2 separate regions of the Manis pentadactyla genome follow, and region 1 is linked to region 2. The links are chromatin contacts, called in public Hi-C maps. All regions are on one chromosome and are shown on one strand. The core of a region is the stretch at or near the end of the contact, and the rest is flanking DNA. Distances in the headings are between cores, read along the strand shown. Region 1 holds the start of RCC1 (regulator of chromosome condensation 1). Region 2 holds the start of SESN2 (sestrin 2).

What was found. A called contact is a pair of places that touch in the nucleus more often than the background predicts.
Region 1: a Hi-C map of fibroblasts shows a contact between it and region 2, with 4 times the contacts expected there. The contact joins the promoter of RCC1 here to the promoter of SESN2 in region 2. A contact is called at or near these places in 2 of 3 Hi-C or Micro-C datasets (fibroblasts and skin fibroblasts).

What each region holds. Positions count from the first base shown.
Region 1 is chr4:21,277,241-21,284,033 of mManPen7.hap1, forward strand. RCC1 (regulator of chromosome condensation 1) reads left to right here and starts at 1,276. Exons shown (of 11, transcript XM_036914983.2): 1 at 1,276-1,393.
Region 2 is chr4:21,042,217-21,049,616 of mManPen7.hap1, forward strand. SESN2 (sestrin 2) reads left to right here and starts at 4,358. Exons shown (of 10, transcript XM_036914970.2): 1 at 4,358-4,831. The coding sequence starts at 4,742.

The DNA.
Region 1 (6,793 bases), core at 26-2,525, 230 kb after region 2:
AGGTTTCTGTGAGGAAAAAATGAGCTAATGGATGCGTTTCTGTAGTTAACAAAAGAATTTACAAAATATGTGATAATAATCATTTTTATAATTACATTAAGTCATGTGAATGAGTAAGATCTTGGAGGAAGACAGCAGAGAGAGAAAGATCAGAGATCCCAGGGTTAAAAACTTGGAGGAATTTCACAGTATATCATCCAAAAAAGGAGTACATGATGGAGGCAGAGGTAAACCTGGAGAGGTAAGAGACTCCAAAGATGGGGGATGCTTTGGGGTGGGCTCTGCATAGTAGAAGAAATTCTGTTGGTGAACACTCATCGAAAATGTCCATCTAGAGTTCAGGTCTGATAGAAACGAATTTCAGAGACAGAATCAACGTGAAATGGAGAAAATACACTTCTGCAGAGGTCACTGCCCTGATGTGGGAAACCCCCAGACTCAATCAAATGACCTGTTCACCTCAGGGAACATCTGAAATCCTGAAGATGTTTGTATCCATCCTGGAGAAGGAGTGTGTTAACAAGAGAAGTTGGTCGGCTAGGTGCCTGTTTTCCGTCTCCAGCTCCCAAACCCAGTCCACACCCTTATCCTCTTCTCTGATCTCCCTTTTTCTTCTTGTTCTTCCCACTCCCAGTTTCCTCCTCCCCCTAGCCCATTCTCCATTTTGTTCTAAACCAAAAATCGGCTCAGGTCACTCACCTGCTGAAACCCCTTCCATAGTTCCCTATTGCCCCCGGATAGAGGCTGGTCTTAGGCACACAAGACCCTGCAACCATGGTCTGACCCTCCCTCTCCACTGTTCTCCTCTGTCAATCCCAGGGGCACCCCTACTCCAGACAATCCTTGGCAATTTCCCACAGCCACCTTAGGATCTCGCTCCCTGATTGCAAGGGTGCTTCTCCTAGGAGGCCCTGTCCTTTGGACTTAACTTGGAAAGCCTTGCTTAAGCCGCAGGCTGAGCCAGATGTCCCTGTGTGTACCCCTGTCATAGGCCGGTGTGGTTGTTGATAGTCTGATTTCTCATCTTCCTCTGATGGACACCCTCTTGACAACCGGAAAGATCAGTGTCTCTTCTCCGTGTAGTCCCTTCCATACCGGATTTTCCCAAACAAACCCTGACTTCAAGTAGTCTTTCTGGTTGTCAGTCTGCGAGTTCCCATTTGGAGTCCCCAAAATACACACCCACTGACTGTCCCCGGAGAGAACCTGGTCAAGAGCTCTCGAGCTCGAGCGCGCCACCCGCACTTCCCGGGGTGGCCGCCAGGGGCCGCCGGGCTCTTTGTTTTCCTTTCTGGCCGGGGTCGGGGCCGGAGGCCTGCAGAGCGCATGCTCTGGGGCAGTTCGCTGCCGGGCCGGCGTGCGGAGGAGTTCCCTGTGGCCGACCCACACCGAGGTAGGTCGCGGCCGTCACGGGCGGAGGGGTGGCGCGCGGGGCGGCCACGGCCACGGCCACAGCCGCGGCGGACCGGGCCTTTGCCCGCGCGCGCCCATGTCGCGCGGCACCGGCGCCACGTGAAGCCGGGCGGCAGGAAGGCGCGGGTGCGGGTGCGCGTGTCCCCGGCCCCGCAGGGCGCCCCGGCGCCCGCCGGATCTCGCCTCGCCCGAGGGAGGGCCGCGCGGCCCCTCTACCACCGCGCCTCTCACGCCCGGGCCGCGGCACCCGCGCGGGCGGGAGATTCAAACGGCCCGAGCGCCGCTGGCCGGGGTGCGCGCGGCCGCGGTGACCCCGCCAACCCGGGGTGCGCAGCCCCGCGGGCCTAGCCGGCCGGGCCCGGCCACCCTGGCGGGGAAGTTATCGCACGGAACAAGGGATTTTGGCCCAGCATTCGTTTGGAGAGTGCAAATTTGCAGAGCAGAGAAGGAATCCTATCGGCGAAGGGCTGCTTTAGGATCTGAGGGGAGGCTGGGGAGGGTCTGCTGCGGGGAAAGAAACCTCAGCGTCAGCAGGCACCAAGACGGCTGTTGACCCGTTGGAGAAGTGTGCTGTGAATTCCGCATCAACACGGCTGTGTAGATTATTTTACTGGCCGTCTACTTCGTGACGCGCTTGCAGGGCTGGGAAACAATGGTGAGAAAGGCCCCCTGTGGCCTTTACGAGCTTCGGTCTCCTTGGGGAGACCCACGTGGTGCCACAGTTACGATCCCGGGTGATCACCCAAGTATGCCCGTGGAGCTAGGTGCGCTGCCAAGTGATTCATTCATCAGATATTAATTGAGGTGCTCCAACCAAGTGTGACTTGTGTGCCCCAGCAGAAGTTGAGTGTAAAAAGTGTTACCCAGCGTTGCCCGGAAGGGCCAGGAATGGCTTTGCAGGTGAGGAGACTCTTGAACGGGGTTTTGAAGGAACAGTGGGGTACTCAGGCAGAACCGGGGTGGAGGGCTTCCGGCTATCCAGGCAGAGGGCACAGCACAGGCAAAAGCATCAAGTATAGGTGAGTGTTCTGTGGCCAGGGATACCCCAGGTGTTTGAGCACAGAGTACAAGGAGGAGAGGCACAGGATGATACATCAGGGGCTGGGTCTTGAAAGGTCTGGAGGGTAAGACCCAGGAACACTGGGTGGGCGTGGAGGAGGCAAGGATGGTTTCATCCAGAAGGGCCTCGGAGTGGAGTCTGGAAAGATGAATTAGGAGTTCACCATGCTCCTGTTGTGAAGACATTCCAAGAGTAGGGATCCTGTTCAGCTTTGTGACTTTCTAGTTGGATGTCCTTGGGCCACCCACCCAATCCCCCTGAGTGTCAGTTTCCTTCTCTGTAAAGTGAAGGTAAGAGGCATGTGGTGAGAATTATTACTATCCTATAATTCCCATAAAGCAGTGGTTCCAACCTCAGGGGGAAGCTGTGCCCCCCACCCCCTGGAAAAATAAACATACATACCCAGGCACAGCTCTGTATACTAGGGGGATCTCTGGGTGAGGTATTTCGGCCCTGTGCCGGGCACATAGCAGGAGTAACAAATGTTTGTTGACTGCCCCTCTCCTCCCTTTCCTCCTGGGGACCTTTCTTACAAAGAGATTCTTTAGCCTCTGAGTCTGGCAGGCAAATGTCTGCCTCCTGACGTTGGGAGGGGTAGGTGGCGGCAGGAACAGCTGCTGTGGTCAGAGAGGGCTCTGTCTCCCTTTGCAGAAGGGGCTGTGGTGAGGTCGCAGAAGGTCGCAATAGGAACACCAGGCCCCTGGTAGACTGTGTAGTGTGGGGTGCCTCCATTCACCACTTGAGGAAACTGGAGCCCAGGGAGAAGTGGAGAGGGGCAAGCTCTGGCCCTGGTGGGGAGCGGTCAGGAGACCTGGGATTTCATCCCTGTGAGGCCTGGGGACCCTCCCCTGAGCCTCAACTGGATCTGCAAAACCAGGGTGATGACACTTAGCTCAGAGGGTGGGTGTGAGCATTCTGGGAGAGGCTGGCACGCCATAGGTGTCTCTTAGTGGGAGCTGACTGTATCTGACCTTTGTTTGTGACCGTGTCTCAGACCATAAGCTCCCTGAGGATGGAAGCTGTGTTTGTTAGGGGGTGAGGGGTGGGGACAAAGACACTACTCCTTCCCAGCCCAGAAACTCACCATCTGGTCAAGAAAACACACCCAGGGCAGTTGAAGAGGGAGTCTGTACAAAGGACTGATTTGTGCAGTAGAGGATACACAGGTGGGCAATGGGTACATGGCTCCACCTTTCAGAGGGTACCCTCTCATCCCCTGCCCTGCCCCCAGGACAGCACTCTGCAGTGCCTAGAGTCCTCCATTTGAGGTGAAGATTCTTCATCTCCAAGAGAATCCGGGTCTGTCCTTCCTCATGCGTCAGCAGATCCATCCCAGGGAGGCCCTGTCCAGGCTGCCTCAGCCCCTGCCTGGATCATGGCCAGCCTTTAGCTGACCTGTTCATTTTTTCAATCAGATACATCTGGATTCTCTTCCTGGCTCTCTTTTACTGGCTGTGTGAACTTAGGCAAGTAAGTTTTCATCTGTGAGTCTCAGTGTCCTCGACTGAGAAATAGGAGTGATACTGCCATCTTCTTCAGCTCATTTTGAGAAGTAAAAGGTTTTGGCATACAGAAGATAGGCATGGGCAGTGTGCCCCAGGGAGGCTCATATTTTAAGGAGTAATTTGGTGTAGTGGATAACCATGTAGAGTAAGAACGATCTAGAAGTCTGCCCCAGTTCTCTGGGAAAGAGTGATTAGTTTAGGATAGGGAGAAAGGATTGAGGTCTACCAGTGGAGGTGACTTTGAGGCTGAGTAGAAGTTCTTCTGGTAGGATAAGGTATGAGAAGCTGTAGAGGTGCAAATGGTATGAAGAGAATAGTTGTGTGGGAAGAGAGAGGAGGATGTGACAGGTAGGGATGAGGCCTGAAGTTATGTCAGTACCAGCCCTTGGAGGCCTGTCTACCAGGCTAAGAAATGTGGGCTTTATCTTCTAGGCAGAAGGAACCACTGAGGCGTCTGAGCAAGGAAGCAGCTAGTGTTTGAGGTTTAAAACGATCATGACTGACTGGAATGGGATGGGTGTGGGAAGCAGGAAGACCAGGCGCAAGTTGCTGTGATTCCTGGGGGAGAGGGTTTAGAGACCGTTCCCAGGCAGGCCGAGGGGTTCGGAGAGTGTGGGGAGGAAGTTAGCAAGGACACCAGCTTTGGAGTCTGACCAGCCTGGCTGAGACCGTGATTTCCTCTTCCAGCCTTGGGTGAGATAGTTCATCTTCTGTCTCAGTTTCTTCATCTGTAAAGTGGGATCAATGTGGTGAGCTTCAGTGAGATGCCCAAAAATGTTAACCAAAACACAGGGGCTAAGAAGGTGCTCACTGAGTTGGTTCCAACCCACAATAACACATTTTTTTGTTAGTGCCCCATAATACTTACCACCTCATATTTATTTTTCTGTCTCCACTCCAGGCCTTGCCTGCAGCCAGTGTTAGCACCAGTGTGCTGACATAATACCGTTTCCTGTTTGTTCACTTCTTGCTGTGAGTCCTTTTCCACAGCACCACACAGTTTCCCTTGCCAGCACAGCTCACTGCTACTGGTCACTATGATGAACCGATGGAAGACTAGCCCTCAGCAGGACAGGGCCCTGGACCCTAAACTGGCCGCCAGCTTGGCCAGGGTGCGACTGGCTGCCTGAAACAAGGGCTGCCTGTTAAAGCCGCAGCCCTCAATCCTCCGAGCTCTGCTGCTCAATGTCCCTTCTCACTTGCTTGGCTCCTCAGCCCTTCAGACTTAATGAAAACATCTGCTAAGACCGAGCTCTAGGTCCCTCTGCTCCTGTGTGTCCCCCGGTGTTCTCCATCTCACTTAGTGGAAGTCTCCCACCCGCCAAGTCATTTAGACCAAAGTCCTTGTGTTTGGTCAAGTTCACAGGGGGTTTGCCCAGGATTCCCTGGATATTTTAGGATGAAACCATCATTCTGGATGCCTCCCTCACCCTTACTCCCCATGTCTAATCTACTGGCAAGTCGAGTCTGTCTCCTAAATTGACTGTTTTGTCTTCCTTTCTTTATTGCCTCAGACCAAATCAAGTCACTGTCATCTCTCATTTGAATGCCACAGCCTTATCTTCCAATCCATTCTGCTCTTTTTATAGTAGCCAGAACAGTCGTTAACCCAATGCAAATCTGATGAAACCATTCTTTTTTTTTTTTTAAGCCCAACTTTTTTTTTTTTTTTTGAGAGGGCATCTCTCATATTTATTGATCAAATGGTTGTTAACAACAATAAAATTCTGTATAGGGGACTCAATACACAATCATTAATCAACCCCAAGCCTAATTCTCAACAGTCTCCAATCTTCTGAAGCATAACGAACAAGTTCTTACATGGTGAACAAGTTCTTACATAGTGAATAAGTTCTTACATGGTGAACAGTGCAAGGGCAGTCATATCACAGAAACTTTCAGTTTTGATAATGCATCATGAACTATAAACAATCAAGTCAGATATGATTATTCGCTTGATTTTTATACTTGATTTATATGTGAATCCCACATTTCTTATTATTATTATTATTTTTTTAAATAAAATGCTGAAGTGGTAGATAGATGCAAGATAAAGATAGAAAACATAATTTAGTGCTGTAAGAGGGCAAATGTAGATGATCAGGTCTGTGCCTATAGACTAAGTATTAATCCAAGCTAGACAAGGGCAACAAAACATCCACGGATGCAGAAGATTTCTCTCAAAATGGGGGTGAGGTTCTAAGCCTCACCTCTATTGATCCCCAATTTCTCACCTGATGGCCCCCCTGCGACTGTGCCTGTCTTAGGTTGTTCCTCCCTTGAGGAATCTTACTCATCTCTGGCTAACCAGTCATCTTCCAGGGCCATACAGGGAAATGTAAAGTTGGTAAGTGAGAGAGAGGCAATATTCTTTGAAAAGGTTAGCTTTTTACTTCTTTGCAGATTTATGCCCTGTGGCTTCTATGCCCAGCATTTGTCTTGAGGTATCTTTACCACTTTGAAACCATTCTTTTTAAAACTTTTCCATTATCCCTACAAGGCTTTGCATGATCCAGCCCCTGCTTGGGTTCTGTTATTTGATCATTCTCCAGCTGCAGCCACACTGGCCTCCCCAGGTTCCCAAAGACATCACACCATTTATCATACTACCTGGCTTTCTCATATTTCAGGTATTAGCTTAAGTGTCACATCCCTGGCCACTCTCCTCCCCGGCCACTCTCCTCCCCGTCCTGAGTTATTCTCTCTTTTGTGCATGTATGTGTGTATCATAAAATTTACGTAAAATGCATCATTTCACCCACTCTTAAGTGTACAGTTTGCTGTATTAAGTTTGGTCACATTGTTGTGCGGCCCT
Region 2 (7,400 bases), core at 3,108-5,607:
ACTTTAAAATAAGAACAGTAGTTAACAATATAAGTAATAAGAGTTTATTGAGCACTTAATCTGCATCAAGCCTCGTTAAAGGATTTGTATGCATTAGCTCCCATCCCCATAACAGCCCCTGCGGAAGTTAACTTGGTTGCCCCATTTTACACAGCTGGAAACAGGTTCAGAGAAGTGAGGGTCCTGGATAGTGACAAGGGCTGGGGCAGTGCTCCAGGCATAGGCCTCAGGGTAACTGAGAATGAGATGGCAGAGAGGAGAGGGGAAAAGAGGGAGAGAACACCAGAGCAGACAGTCCTTTTTGGAAATGGGGCAGCCTCTATGGTGCAAGTGGCTCTGGAGTAGGGGCCTGGACCCCCAGGTTCCAGTCTCTGACCTGAAACTACTTTCTGGAGGACCTGAGGCAAATGCCTTCTTCTCTCTGAACCTCAGGCTTTCTTCCTGTCAGATCAGAAAGTAAGACAAAACAACGTAAGTATAGTCAGGTTGGGAGGTCTTTTGGAAATTTGGTCCTTGCTGGCAGCAGCGGAATCCTCAGAAACCACATGATCTTTACTTGACTGTTGCCTGCATTTTTTGTTTTTTTCAGGACTTTCTGATGTTGGCATGGGACCTGACAATCCTATAAACTCAAAAACGGTTTGGTGGCGGTGCTCAATCCGTCTCTTCCCAGTCCGTTCTGAGCTGTAAGCAGGGCTCTGCCTGCAGGGGGCGCTAGGGGCTCACTCAGCTGGCAAAGCCAAACGAATTCTTAGTGAATTATCTATCCAAAATGGTCAATTTTTCTTTTATTTATTAAAAGGGGTGAGCTCTTTGAAACCTGAAGGTTTTGTCCTCAGTATTCATTCGAGGAAACCGAATTATAAGCACTGCCCAACTCCAGTCCTCTCCACAGTGACTCTGGAGGGTTAGAGCTAATTTCAACTCCTTTGTTTGATGGATGAGGAAACAAGATTCTAAGATCTGGAAAAAACTCACTTTGGTTCACATAGCTAAAAACTAGCACCCTGACTATTGGGCAATGCTCTTCGGAGATAGATGGCCCCATAGTTGTCCTGCCGCCTAATGCACAACTCCAGGGAACGATTTCAATTTTGGTTGTATAGCTTGAGAGCTCAGATGGTGTCAGCTGAAGAGACCTCCCTCAGCACCCAGCACAAGGACTGCTTAATGGGTAATTAAATGAATGAGTATGTGAATAGCCAAGGAGGTTGGTCTGCTTTGGCTTTATCAAACTTGTTGGATTTGGGCTGCTTTCCTGAAAACTCCCTGAAGGCAGAAATTAAATTTTGAGATGGGAGGGGGTAGTGTGGTTTACAGCTGGGGTGATAAATCTCAGCCCCAAGTTGTGGTCAGGATATGATATAGAAAAGTGATCCCAGAATTTGGTATTAGCAAGTCAATTCAGGAGGAATGAATATAGAACAGATGAGAATCCCATTAGGGTTAAAATATGTGAGAGGATCTGAAGCTGAAGAAATATCAAACACATTTCAAATCCAATCTAGAAGTATCTTCAGGACTGGAATGTGATTGAGGAATAATAAAAAAAAGAGCTTTGGCAAATCAGTGACCTCAACATAGCTGATGCAAGAGTTGAGAGAGTAGGGCAACAGGAGGTGGAGATCTTTACTGAACCAAAAATGTAAGGCGTGGGGGAGGGAAGGAATAAACCCAGTTTGTGTGGTCAGGCCATGTCCCACTGGGCTGGAAGCTTCACTGCTGGATTTCCGGAGCCCAGCACTGTGCCTGGTACATACTAGATGGCCAATAAATGTTTACTGGATGAAAGAGACAGGGAAGAAGCCAGAGCCCTGGCCAGCATGTTTGCTCTGAGTGGAGCCAGTTCCATGACTCATCTTTTCACTGGCTCCTTTTGCTCTGTTTCCAGCTACCTTCACCACCTTCCGATGATAAGCTGGCTTTTCTTTGAGGCTGTCCTATGAAGAGGGATGTGTTGGCCCATCAATTACAGGCTATCTGACAATTATGCTTCTCACACCCAATTAATATATTGCAATTCTGCTTTTTGCATTAGTTCCTTGTGCCTTATTCAACATATTACTAAGCTTTCTGATCTAGGTCAACATACCTCTTGAGCTTCGGTTTTCTCACCTGTCAAATGGGGGCATATAACATACTTTACCAGGTTGTTGGAGTTCAATAAATGGCAGTGTCTGTGCCTCTTTCGAGTGCTCCTTCCTTGGAGACTGGGGTCACAAAAGCTCACCCAATTGAGAATATCAGCACCTCTTGCTTTTTCCTTTTCACAAAACTACTAACTTTGTATGCAAAGCCTTGGGGAATGACCTAGTCACATCATTGAAGATTCTAAAGGGTTATTCTGTGGAGGAGAATAATTAATATTCATTCACTCAAAAATATTTATTGAGGACCCACTACTAGTGGGGGATAGACACAGTTCCTGCCTTAGAGGAGCTCTGACACAGCCTGGTGCAGTCAAAAGAAGATCCTGTGTGACCTTGACATGAAGTTTTACATTTCTGAGCTCAAGTTTCATCACTTTGCAAAAGTGGTCAATAATATATTCCATTTTTAATTGGAGGAAAAGAGGTAAGACATGCAGCCATAATAACGAGGTTGCATCAAATTTGAAGACCAGTGGTATAAAGAGGTATATAGAAAAAACATGTTGAGTTGTTAAGGCGTTAGATTGTTTTCAGCTGATCTGAAGAAGTAACACTTTCCATGGGAAGTGGCATTTTGAAGCCTTTATTCAGGCCACAAACATGAATGAAGGCATTAAATGCTGGGTAGGATTTCAGTGGGCAGAGATTTGCAGAGGGAACTATTGGAGGAAAGGCTTGAAGGCCAGATAAGCAACATCGGTGTGGCAGGTAATAAGTCTGGAAAGATAAATTGAGGCAGATCTTGGCAGATATTGAATCTCAATCTAGGGGTTTGGCCTTTATTCTGCAGCTGATGAAATACCAGTAACATTTTTAAATCCAAATTATTGACTTTACATAGTAGATTTTAAAATGAAAACTGAATCTGACATAGGGTGATTTAGAGGGAAATTCAATCAAAGGAAGATTCAGTCACCAAGGGCATATTATTGGTAGGGCACACAGGTGGCATAGGGCAGGAGACAAAGATGTCAAAATGTGAACCCTGTCCTCGAGCTTATAGCCAAAAGAGTGAGATAAGACGTGTACACAGAAAACTGCAATACAGTGTATAATATGATAAGTATTATAATGGAGCCTCAGCTCAACTGCCCTGGAAGCTCAGCAGAAGGTGAGATTAAGTTCCTTCTCACAAGAGGCTGGACACAGGAAACCCAGTCAGAGGGGCATCTTTGGAATAGTAAACCTGAATTTATAAAGTCTCAAAGGGAACCTTGGGGGTCATCTAATCCACCTTCCTTCCTGACAGAATTCTCTATTCAGAGTAAACAGTGACTTTAAAATTGAAACAAGTGTAGCTCTAAAGAAAAACCTTGAGGGAAGAGGATGTGAGAAGTGGACAGAAGATGAATTCAGCCTTGAAGTGCTGATGGGCTGGTGGAAGTAACTTATTGTAAATGAGGTGTGCAAGGCCAGGAAGGAAATGGGTGAGATCAGGAGAGTGAGTCTGGAGAGAGGAGGGATAAAAACAGAAACTAGGGTAACACCCACCGTCCGGGGAGTGGGAGGAGAAAGAAGAGTCAGAGAAGAAATGGCGAGAGAGAGGTGTGAGAAAAGACCCAATGGAACACCTTGTCACAAAGTTTCTAGAAATGGACTGGCAGGGTTGGAAGACAGGACCAGGGGCCAAAGCAGAAGGGGTAAACTGCAGCAACAGGGACTGAGGTTAGACATGAAGTTGCCAAGGACATTTCAATGAATGATGGTTTTTCCAAAGACTCCACGAATTAGGTGGATTCTTTGTGTCTGGTACATTTTAAGGTGGAGCTATTCCAGAGGCCAGGGGAACAGGGTCGTGCCCTCTGATCTCCAAAGATCTGGAGTTCAGCTCTGTAATTAGCACCACCTCTCATAACCTTAACCAGTACCTGCAAGAACTGAAAAGCTGGAGAACATACTTAAGAGGGATCGCACGCCCGGCTCTCCCGCCCAGCCCAGTGAAGTCCCGTTTCGTCACGCAGCCCTATGACTCTCTAGGTTGTCACTCTCGTCTGGTATTGCCAACAATCTGACTAAACCCCTTTTGCAAAAGTTCGCAGCATTCGTCCGGGGCTGACTACAGCTCCCAGAGTTCCCGGATGCTTTCCAGTGCGGATTGGCCTAGCATTCCGCTCCAGAGGGAGGTGTCGCCCCCGCCTCTCCGGGAAACAGGCGTCTGATTGGCTGCGGTGCAGGGCTTTTGTGTCCCCGCCCTCCCCCGGGGACCGCTGCGGGCAGAGCAGTGCTGCTGGTGTCAGAGCTTTCCGAGCGCTGGCAGTTCCGCGGCGGGGATGCTGAGGCGCGTTGGGTCGGTGAGCAGCCCGGGCCACTGCGGACTTCCGAGGCGCTCCGAGCCGTGACCCCTGCGCCGCGACCAACCCCAGGTTCCCGAGGCCATTCACCGCTCCAGAAGCCGGACGAGGGGAGCGTCCCGGACAGCAGCGGCTGTTCCTGGATTCTGGGCTTTGGGAGCGTTCTAGAACCCGAGAGACACCTCCGGGCTCTGGGACCTCCCCAGCGGCCCCCAGCCCCGGCTGGCCGCTGGCGTCCGTCCCAAACCCCCTGCGGTGCACGGGTCTTGGACGAGCTGCAGCTGGGTCCTGGCGCACACCATGATCGTTGCAGACTCGGAGTGCCGCGCGGAGCTTCAGGGCTACCTGCGGTTCGCCAGGGGCGGCGGCGGCGGCCCTGGGGCCGGAGAGGTAAACGGGGGCCGTGCGACGCCGCTCTTCCCTACAGCCTGGAGCTGCGTTCGAGCTTTGGGCTGTCCGCTGCTGGGTCCGTGCGCCCCCCTCAACCCCCGGGCTTGGGGAGGGGAGTAGAGCGTGAAACCTAGAAGTAGAGTTGCATCAACTGGCGGCCTCGGCTCCCTCTTCGTCCCCTCCCCCTCCCCCCGGGGCTGTGGAGCGCTCTAAGGCTCGGACTCCTGGCCAATGAGAAGGGAGCCTTCTCGAGGTTATCTTGGATTTGGGCTCCTGTGGAGAGAATCTTCAAGTCCAGACAAATCCCGGCCGCTGCGGCCCGACCACTCCTCTTCCCCGCCCCCTTCCGCAGATTCCCTCTTTCTAGGCTGGGGCTGGCGGGCAGAGGACCCTTCCTAAGATATGTCCCAGCACAGGGTTTGGGGCACCTGGAACTGTCCAGCGAAGGTCGGTCTTGTCCCCCGCCCCTCGCACCTCGGATTTGGGGGCGGGGCGCGGGCCCTCCGGGGACTTGGCAGTCTGCCGGGTACGCGGCGACCGCGGCCAAAGCTGAGGGAGAGAAGGAGGAATCTTGGCCGCGGCTTCAATTAGGCTGCGCCCTACTAAGTAGTCAGGCCTCAAAAGTTTGTTTTGCAGGGACTCTTTGCAGTGAGGCTAGAAATAAAGCTGGGCCTAATCAGACACCCTCTGCCCCCATCCCCACCATCACTGATAAAGGACGTCTTATCTTTTATTAAGCACCTACTAGGTGCTGGGCTCCGGTTTTTGCCTTTTCTCCTGAGTCCTCATGACTAAACTAGCAAAATAGGATGAACTATATCATATCCAGGAAGGGCCGTGGAGAGGCTTCCTTCAACTAATCCTACCAACTATCTCTTTCTATGGCCTACCAAGGATTTGTCTCTAGGATTTCCTAGTGTGCACGGCGCTACAGGGACTTTTGCTTGTTTTAGTTCCCAGACCTGGAGCATGCTTGTAAAGCTGGTTTGGGAGTCAGACAAGTGCTAGCCCTAAGCTGTGTGACCCTGGGAAAATTACTGCCCTTCTCTGAGCTGTGTTGTGTGGTTTCTGGGAGTCCTACCTCCATCCCTGGATGGTTTGCCTCCTGGGTTTTCTGTTAGCTTGTTTACCCTTCCCCACCATGGCATAGGAACTCCATGTGAAGAAATGAACCCCATTCTTGCCACGTCTCAGCTGTGTGACTTTGACCAAGTCGTTTTACTCTCTGAGTCTGTTTCCTTTGCTGGAGAAAGGGGGTGGGGATGAAAATGCTGTTATTGAAAGCTCCTGGGTACTAGAGCAGGCGAGTGCTGGATTCGGGTCCCAGCCCTTTTGCTCACTTGCTCTTAGCCAAGTGATCACTTCTCCGACCTGCAGCTTATTTTATCTTTAATTAAATAAAATCAGATTTAATTATTAAATGGAGACTTAACAATATGTCTGAGGATTGTTGGGAGAATTGACTGAGAAAATACAAGCAAAGGCCCAAGCACAGCTGAATATTATTAGAGTGTGGCCATAGCACACATTCCCCCCACCCCCCCACCCCGAGTGTCTCACAAGGGGGTGCCTGAGCCCTTCCTCCTGCTTCAAGCGAGAGTTGGTCCCTCCTGGTCTGGGGCAGTGTCTGGGGAGGTCCTGAGGGAGTGGCCTTTAGAGGGAAGCCACTTGTCAGCAGCCGGGAAAGCTGGTGGTGATACCTGAACCCTTTCTGCATCTTCTCAAGAAAAGAGGACCTTGGGAAGATGCTTGCTGTAAGCAGAGTTCTCAGAAGACAGCGGGTTACTGAATGTAAAGAGCCTGATGCCCATGGCCCAAGGGAAGCCTCCCAGATGTACAGTCCACTCAACTCTTGCCCTTTCAAGGAGTCAAGTTCTTCAGACACTTCCATCTAGTACTGGTAGCATGTTGTTAGAGCCCTGTTGGGCGCTAGAATCACTTCCTCTGGGAGGCCTTTCCTCCCACACCAGACCTGTCCTCTCTGCAGACCTGCTTCCAGTCCCCTTTCTCACACTGAAGGGGCTTTTATCTCAATTACAGTGTAACCAGTATGTAATTGGGTGTTTCTTGTCTGTCTCCTTTGCTAGACTAGAACACTCTGTAGATTGCCTCACCAGCACTGTTCTTCACACCTTATAAATGCTCAAAACTATTTGCTGCTTGTTGGCTTAGCTGACCATTGTGAACTGTGCAGGCTTTGAAGTCAGAGCTGACCTGTGCCTGTCGTATAGGACTCAAGAGCCTCAGTGAACTGTCTTCTGCAGAAGGGGTAGTAAGACCCATCTGCCTCCAGGTGGTTGTGAAAAATCATCCGGATCAGATGTGTAAAGCACTTCGTACCAGCCCGTGGTGGGCATACAAGTTTATGGGACCATTCACACCCCCCACCTCCCAAGGCTGAAGGTCAGAGGCTACTTGAGCTATGTCTCCCTCTCATGTGTAAACCCAGGCAACTATCTGAGTTCAACCGACCACGGCTGCCCCCAGGGGAGGAATGGGAGGGCAGTCTGTGCCCCTTCCCAGCTGGCAGAGTGACTTTGCAGGTGTCTGTAGCTGGGTCCTGGGGGTT